3 separate regions of the Mus musculus genome follow, and regions 1 and 2 are each linked to region 3. The links are chromatin contacts, called in public HiChIP or PLAC-seq maps. All regions are on one chromosome and are shown on one strand. Each heading gives the region's core, a stretch centred on a gene start, on an enhancer-like site or on the middle of the called end of the contact. The rest is flanking DNA. Distances are from core to core; before and after follow the strand shown. Region 1 has its middle 14 kb from the start of Cpsf6. Region 2 has its middle 34 kb from the start of Cpsf6. Region 3 overlaps Mdm2 (transformed mouse 3T3 cell double minute 2).

Region 1 (2,700 bases), core at 125-2,624, 300 kb before region 3:
CAATGTATTGTTCTTAGGTCTCACAGGTCATCCAAATATCCAGAAATATTAAACTGATATCCAGATCTTAAACTGGACTGTAGAATTACAGTGGTTAGATAAAAGCCTGAATTCCTCAGGAATTCATGAAACTTGTTCCTATCTGCCAAAAGGAGTCATTCCTGTTACCTCTGGAGGAAGGGACAAATGGCTCTCTGTGACACCACTCAGCATTTCAAGGCTAATGCTGGCCTCTAGGCTCCCTCGCCAGCACAAGCCTCTTAAGGTGACTCTTTCACATAGTCATATTATTGTACCACCTGGAAGAGTCTAAAGGAAAGAGAGAGAGAGAGAGAGAGAGAGAGAGAGAGAGAGAGAGACTGGGAATGGAGAAATGGCTCAGTGGTTAAGATTCAATTTCCAACAACCACATAGTGGCTCACAACCACCTGTAATGGGATCCAATGCCCTCTTCTGGTGTGTCTGAAGAGAAAAACAGTGTACTTATATACATAAAATAAATAAATCTAAAAAAACAAAAGGAACATGGCAAGGGTTAGGAAAGCAGGAGAGAATAGTGGAGATAGCAAGATAACAAGAAAAGGAGACTACAATGTGTGTGTGTGCGTGTGCGTGTGCGTGTGCGTGTGCGTGTGCGTGTGCGTGTGCGTGTGTGTGTGTGTGTGTGTGTGTGTGTGTGCATGCGCGCGCGCCCGCGTGCGCATGTGTGAACTGTTGTTGGGAATCTCAGGTAGGAGCGGTTGCCATGATTATTAACCCAGCTGCTGGGCTGACTCCCGCAGCTCCCGTGTTTGCTGTGAGAATTTCTTCCCCGAGAAGGTATAGACAATATTTACCCTTCTTCACCAACAAGCCAAAGTACAATTCACTGATGCTCAGCCTGATGTTAATGGGTTTACATACAGACCATGAGGGAGGGCTTAATGGCAGAAGTGTGAGGGACCCTAAAGTAGAGGCATTGGAAAGTCCTGACCGGATCCCCATAGCTCTTTGGGCCCCTTTAAATCAACCTCCGGAACTTACGTACGGCGGTACAGTGGTCCTCACGTTCCCCAACGCTGCCCCTCTTTAATACAGTTCCTCACATGGTGGTGACCCCACCTGTAAAATTATTTTCACCGCTACTTCATAACTGTAATTTTTCTACTGTTATGAATCATGATGTGAATATCTGATAGGCAGGATCTCTGATATTCGATCCCCACTGAAGGGTGCAGCCCCCAAAGCAGTCAGGGCCCAAAGGTTGAGAAGCACGGTGGCACCTCCTGAGACCCTAAGGCAGAAGAATCACATTCAAATAGAATAGGAGTGGCTGGAGTCCCGGGTGAGAGTCCATTGGGCCATCCCCTCCCCCTTGCCTGAGGGGATGCAAATAGTCCGTGGGTCACTGCTGGTAAGGCTCTAACAAGCAGGCACAGCTGATCTGAGGGAGTGCTCAGAGGAACACTCTGTCCACAGCAGGGACATAGTGTGAGCTGCAGATGCTCAGCTCATCCGCGGCACTAGGACTGGGTGGAGGAGAAACAATGTTTAAGATACCGGGAACACCCGGGCAGTGGTGGCGCATGCCTGTAATCCCAGCACTTGGGAGGCAGAGGCAGGCAGAATTCTGAGTTCGAGGTCAGCCTGGTCTACAGAGTGAGTTCCAGGACAGCCAGGGCTATACAGGGAAACCCTGTCTCGAAGGGGGGGGGGGGTAGAGGGAGCAGTTATAAATACTATTCTGTAGAAAACTCGTTTAATTGTTGTATGTGACAGACGCGGTAATAAACTGGCCACAATGGCTGTTCCACGATGGGGGGTAGGCATTGTCTACAAGAGAGAGAAAATATCCAGCTGAGAAGAGATGGGGGATAAGCGATCTGGGATCGGCCAGGGCGATCTGGGAGAGAAGGAAGGACAGCTGGAGAGGGAGGAGGAGAAGGGGATGGGGGAGGGAGGAGGGAGGAGGGACTTGGTGCACTTTGGGTAAATTAATAGGACGCAATCTGGTGGTTTCAATGAAAATGGCCCCCAGAGGTGTGTCACTATTAGGAGGTGTGGCCTTGATGGAACAGGTGTAGCCTTGTTGGAGGAAGTGTGTCAGTGGTGTGGGCTTTAAGGTCTCAGAAGTTAAGACAAGCCTACTGTGTCTCTCTCTTCCTGCTGCCTAGACATCCAGATGTAGAACTCTTAGCTTCCTCTCCAGCACCAGGTCAGCTCATGCTTCTCACCATGACGATAACGGACTAAGCCTCTGAACTGAAAGCCAGCCCCAAATAATGTTTTTGCCTTTATAAGAGTTGCCACGATCATGGTATCTCTTCACAGCAATGAAATACTAAAACAAAACCATATTGTATATTTTCTCCCTCAACATATATAATTACTAAAACCACATAGAAATGATAAAAAAAAAAGGGGGGGGGGGCTGGAGAGATGGCTCAGTGGTTAAGAGCACCAACTATTCTTCCAGAAGTCCTGAGTTCCATTCCCAGCAACCACATGGTGGCTCACAACCATCTGTAATGGGGTCTGATGCCCTCTTCTGGTGTGTCTGAAGACAGCTACAGTGTATTTATATATAATAAATAAATAAGTCTTTGGGAAAAAATAAATGATAAAAGAATTTGTTCACTTTACTATTCTGTAAGTATTTTACTGTAATGTTAGCTTGGTCTGGACCACTATGTCAATAAGATTCCATTATGACTCAGGGAG
Region 2 (2,700 bases), core at 188-2,687, 350 kb before region 3:
ACTAAATTGGGAATCCCGGAGCATTTTCTTTTCTTTTTCTTTTTTTTTTTTTTTTTTTTTGGTTTTTCAAGACAGGGTTTCTCTGTGTAGTCCTGGCTGCTCCTGGAACTCACTCTGTAGACCAGGCTGGCCTTGAACTCAGAAATCCGCCTGCCTCTGCCTCCTGAGTGCTGGGATTAAAGGCGTGCGCCACCACGCCTGGCCCGGAGCATTTTCTAACTTCCATTCTGCCCATCAGAGCTTCCTCTGTAAAGTGTGATGAAAAATGACCCCATTCTTTAACACACACCCTCACACAGGGAGTGAATGGGTAAGCTATAATGTTGTGGCTAGGCTGATAAGCAGCAAACTGCAAAGTCAAGTTGACAGCCTTTGTCCACAGCTTTATTCATCTACCTCCCCCCCCTCCGAAATAGATGCATGTAAATGAACTGCCACAAGTAAAATGGAGCCTAAAACTCAATACCTGCCAAGCTTTGATAATTACTTCGCCTAAATACAAACCGCACCTACACAAAATATTCTCAATTTCTAGTTCAAAGTAGGTGGATCACTAAATACGAATATCATAAACTTCCTACCACCTAAGTACAAACCTATAAGCTTTTATGTATTTATTCTCCTTTGAAAATAATTTTTCTGTTTCTGCCCAAAAAAGTAGTACTTCATACAACTGATCTCAGTGAGTAGCTTGTTTGCGTCCTCACACCGCTGTCACCACTGGTCCAAATTCTTACAAACTTAGTTTGATCTCCATTTTAACTGTAACTAAAGATTACTTAACCCCAGTTCTCAACTTCAAAATTAAAATGGACAGCAAAAATACCAAGTGCACCCTTTAAATGTCATCTAATGGGCTCCATCGGCACTGTCAGACACAACATCATACAAGCTTCTCATTTTTCACTGTATGCCACCTCATTTACTTTTTCTCTCTTCCTTGTATTCCATCTCCTGACTAAGTTGTAAACTTCACTGTCCTACCTACCTCATCTTTCCCAATTGAATCTGTAAAGATGCTTTGAAATGCTAACTGAATTGTGGCCCGTGTATGCATGTTCTTCAATACCTGCTCCAGGCAAACAAGCATTCTTTAAATTCCTACCTAGCACACTGAATCACAGGCTTTTTTTTCTTTCTCCAAAAGGTGGTGCTTCCCCTTTATCAGGCCCCACTCTTCAGATTTCAGTGTGATGTTCAGGAAAAAGCTAAAGCTCTCTATAACTGAGTGTGGGGTCTTTCCTCCCACTAAGTGTAGGGTCTAACTGGGTAAACGCAGCACTAGCTAAAAAAGTCTGACAACATAATTACTAAAGCCCAAGTCAGAAACAGAATACAGTGGCACACATTTTAAATCTCAGCACTCATACTGAGATTTGGAGTCCAGATAGATTCCCCAACTGATCACAGCCTGCTAGGCTGGGGTGCGCCAGTACAGCAGAAACAAGGGGCTGTATCTCAAAGTGGGAAGCAAGAGGTAACCCTGTATGCTGTACTCTGATCTGACAGGCAAGTACCTGCATGACAACACAGACACATAAACAGGGCTAACTGGTAACTTACTTAGGCTAGCCTCCAACTAGATTCACTCCTTCCACTTCCAAGTGCTGACAATTACAGGCACATAGTAGCACAGCCAACTGACTTTATGGACTTTTGAAACTATTTATCTTTCATCCTGCATACCTGATCAGAATCAATGTGCATACACAAATTCCTAAGCACCGCTAATGAACGATAAAGTTGAAAAGGCCCACAAAGTAGCTATTTCGTAATCATGGTTAGGAAACCCAAGCAGGAAGACTAGGAAAATCGGCTTAAATCCCTTGTTTAGCAGAAATGGCTTTGCCTGGGTTGGAGCTGTAATCCACTTGGTAGAGTGCTTGACTATCATGCAGGAGGCCTTGGTTTCAGTCCCTAGCACTGCAGAAAATGACAACGGCACCATGACTGTTATGAAGCACTTAAACACGGTAGAAGGATCCCAAATTCAATGCCATCCTCAGCTATAGCCTAAGTCTGAGGCAATCCTGGCTGTGGCAGATTCCCTTTTTAGTCTGATGTATTCTTTTAAGATATTCCCACTAACTTTACACAGTTCCATGAAGGCTATAGATACAGAGCCTCAAATTATTCCAATGAATGCAACTTTAAAATGCATAAAGATAGCTGAAGAGATGGCTCAACGGTTAAGAGCACTGACTGCATTTCCTGAGGTCTGGAGTTCAATCTATTCCCAGCAACCACATGGTTGCTCACAACCACCTTTAAAGGGATCCAATGTCCTCTTCTGGTATGCCAGAAGGCAGGCAGCTACAGTGTACTCATATGCATAAAGTAAATAAATAATTTATTTTTAAAACTGCATAAACAGTAACAACAAACCTAACAATGCTACACAAACACTGGAGGTAACATGCATTATTTTAACCTAAATTACTTAGCACTGTTACTGAGAAATTAGTAGAAATTGTTTACAACTTCAACTATTATATATCCGTATTTCTTTCTTTTTTTAGTACTCTAATATACCCCAAAATGGCCTGAATCTCATCAGATGGGGATAAATCTGAACTCCTGATCCCAGTGCTAGGATGTGCCCTACTGCAGCAGGTCTATTACGGTGCTGTGTATCAAACCCAGACTTCCAGCATTGTATGCAAATACTCCACACAACTGAGTTATATCTCCAGCCCCAAT
Region 3 (2,700 bases), core at 6-2,505:
GGGCTCACACCTTTCATCCCAGCAATCAGGAGGCAGAGGCAAGAGGATTCCCATGAGTTTGAGGCCAGGCTGGTCTAGATAGCCAGTTCAGGGTCAGCCAGGGATACACGGTGGTACCCTGTCTCAAAAACAAATACACACACACACATACATACATAAATGGGAAGACCAAATGGAGAACTTTGTGGTCCAGCCATTATGAGAATGTTCATCCATCATTAGCAGAGCAGTGGTGGCGCACACCTTTAATTCCAGGACTTGGGAAGCAAAGGCAGGCAGATCTGAGGCCAGCCTGGTCTACAAAGCAAGTTCCAGGACAGCTAGGGCCATACAGAAAAACCAAGTCTCGCCGGGCGTGGTGGCGAAGGCCTTTAATCCCAGCACTTGGGAGGCAGAGGCAGGTGGATTTCTGAGTTCGAGGCCAGCCTGGTCTACAAAGTGAGTTCCAGGACAGCCACGGCTACACAGAGAAACCCTGTCTCGAAAAACCAAAAAAAAAAAACAAAAACAAAAACAAAAACAAAAAAAAAAAAACCAAGTCTCAAAAAGCAAAACAAACAAAACAAAAACACCCCATCAACTCAAAAAAAGTTTAAAAACATTGTTCAAACTCTCCTCTAAGTTTTTTATTTAGTAATGTGAGACTATAATAAATCAAGCAAAGGGCTGGAGAGATGACTCAGAGGTTAAGAGCACTGTCTGTTCTTCCAAAGGTCCTGAGTTCAATTCCCAGCAACCACATGGTGGCTAGTAACCATATCTAGTGCCCTCTTCTGGCCTGCAGACATACATGCAGGCAGAATGCTGTATACATAACAAATAAATCTAAATAAATAAATCAAGCAAAGAAACTATAAAATTTCACCTCAAATCCACAAAGCAATATTCTATCTTGAACAAATGAAAAAGCAAGACTTTCCAGAGACTCTGAATAGATGGCCTCTTCATCTTACTAAAAGGCTGACAGACACAGAAACCCACCTCATCATCCTCATCTGAGAGCTCGTGCCCTTCGTCACTCAGGCTGTAATCTTCCGAGTCCAGAGACTCAACTTCAAATTCCACGCTAAACTGATCAGAAACTGAATCCTGATCCAGGCAATCACCAGAATGCTCACTTACGCCATCGTCAAGATCCTATGGAGGAAGAATGCAGCGAATGTAAATGCATTGCCTCTGGGCCTCATTTAGAGCTCCCGGGTTCATCCCGAGCCACTATTTCCTTCTCAGCCCCAGACCACATAGACTGGGTTCAAGGTTACTACCTTACTCAAAAGTCCTACCTCATGAAGGAAAAGTCAGAGCCCCTTAGCCCCGAGGTTACACTCAGAATGACTGCATTAACATTTTCAAATGTCCAGCTAAACACACCCTCCACCCTATTCAATACCCATGCTCCAGCCACATCTTGTTTCCTAAATCAATCCACACACTAACTTTTTCTCAGTAAGATAATCTGAGTTTCTAAGCCCCACTCATCTTTCTTTGGTTAAGGTTCCCACAATACCATAAAAAGATCTTCCACAATGACCTTTCCTACGTGTGTGATTATATGCACACCTACTATTATCTGAAGCACCACTGTGAGTTTATCCTATTAAACACAGGAAGACGAAGGCCTCCCTGACTCACAGGCTAGTGTGACGGAGTGCTAGTGACGACACACAAACACCAAGCTGGCATCTGGGTTTTCCGATGCAGCCTTAGTTGGCCTGGGGCCTCATGTGACACTATATTGGCTATTACCTCATGTGACACTATATTGGCTATTACCTCATGTGACACTATATTGGCTATTACCTCATGTGACACTATATTGGCTATTACCTCATGTGACACTATATTGGCTATTACCTCATGTGACACTATATTGGCTATTACCTCATGTGACACTATATTGGCTATTACCTCATGTGACACTATATTGGCTATTACCTCATGTGACACTATATTGGCTATTACCTCATGTGACACTATATTGGCTATTACCTCATGTGACACTATATTGGCTATTACCTCATGTGACACTATATTGGCTATTACCTCATGTGACACTATATTGGCTATTACCTCATGTGACACTATATTGGCTATTACCTCAGAGAGCTCTGCTGTCCCTGCTTCCTGAGTGCTGAGATTAAAAGATTCAACTTCAGGCCAGGCATGTGGTGTATGCCTTTAATCCTAGCATTCATTCAGGAGGCAGAGACTGGAAGATCTCTGTAGGTTCAAAACCAGCCTGGTCTATACAGTGAGTTCCAGGACAGCCAAGAGTCAGAACTAAATAAGAGACCCTGTCTCACAAAAATGCAAACAAGAGATTCAACTTCAAATCATACACTAAGTTCATCCGCAAATCAACTTACTTACAACTGATAAAAATACACTGCTCTAGAATTCAGGACACAGGCATTCTCAATTTGCTACCAAGATGCTGCTTAACTGCAGACACATCATTTCTCTTCCAGAAAATACAGTCAGCTTGACATAAAAGTAGTCTTTTTTTTTTAAGATTAATTTATTATTATATCTAAGTATACTGTTGCTGTCTTCAGACACACCAGAAGAGGGCACCAGATCCCATTATAGATGGTTGTGAGCCACCATGTGGTTGCTGGGAGTTGAACTCAGGACCTCTGGAAGAGCAGTCAGGGCTCTTAACCGCTGAGCTTTCAAGTTCTAGCCTGTCTTATTAAATGT

The links. HiChIP or PLAC-seq counts read pairs in DNA pulled down with a chosen protein or histone mark.
Region 1: a contact with region 3 is called in an H3K27ac HiChIP or PLAC-seq map of embryonic stem cells, with 5 read pairs. The contact joins two enhancer-like sites. A contact is called at or near these places in 1 of 15 datasets of contacts at CTCF or cohesin (the NIH/3T3 cell line), 7 of 115 datasets of contacts at active chromatin or transcription factors (embryonic forebrain, embryonic midbrain, embryonic stem cells and 3 more) and 1 of 9 other capture datasets (liver).
Region 2: an H3K27ac HiChIP or PLAC-seq map of embryonic stem cells shows a contact between it and region 3, with 4 times the contacts expected there. The contact joins two enhancer-like sites. A contact is called at or near these places in 9 of 39 promoter capture datasets (the 3T3-L1 cell line, 3T3-L1-derived adipocytes, the C10 cell line and 5 more), 2 of 15 datasets of contacts at CTCF or cohesin (large pre-B cells and pro-B cells), 84 of 484 Hi-C or Micro-C datasets (the 63-12 cell line, B cells, the C10 cell line and 60 more), 11 of 115 datasets of contacts at active chromatin or transcription factors (astrocytes, cardiomyocytes, effector CD8 T cells and 6 more) and 3 of 9 other capture datasets (adipose tissue, embryonic stem cells and liver).

The regions. Positions count from the first base shown.
Region 1 is chr10:117,389,272-117,391,971 of GRCm38.p6, forward strand. No RefSeq gene overlaps it. Among named protein-coding and RNA genes, the nearest start is that of Cpsf6, 14 kb to the left of the region's middle. Within about 2 kb of position 1,375, at least 17 of the 459 cell types and tissues checked have an H3K27ac peak or open chromatin away from gene starts, as enhancers often do. A contact at or near this core is called in embryonic stem cells, where this site is marked.
Region 2 is chr10:117,341,519-117,344,218 of GRCm38.p6, forward strand. No RefSeq gene overlaps it. Among named protein-coding and RNA genes, the nearest start is that of Cpsf6, 34 kb to the right of the region's middle. Within about 2 kb of position 1,438, at least 24 of the 459 cell types and tissues checked have an H3K27ac peak or open chromatin away from gene starts, as enhancers often do. A contact at or near this core is called in embryonic stem cells and trophoblast stem cells, where this site is marked.
Region 3 is chr10:117,691,601-117,694,300 of GRCm38.p6, forward strand. Mdm2 (transformed mouse 3T3 cell double minute 2) reads right to left here. Exons shown (of 12, transcript NM_010786.4): 10 at 982-1,137. Among named protein-coding and RNA genes, the nearest start is that of Mdm2, 18 kb to the right of the region's middle. Within about 2 kb of position 1,256, at least 4 of the 459 cell types and tissues checked have an H3K27ac peak or open chromatin away from gene starts, as enhancers often do. A contact at or near this core is called in embryonic stem cells and trophoblast stem cells, where this site is marked.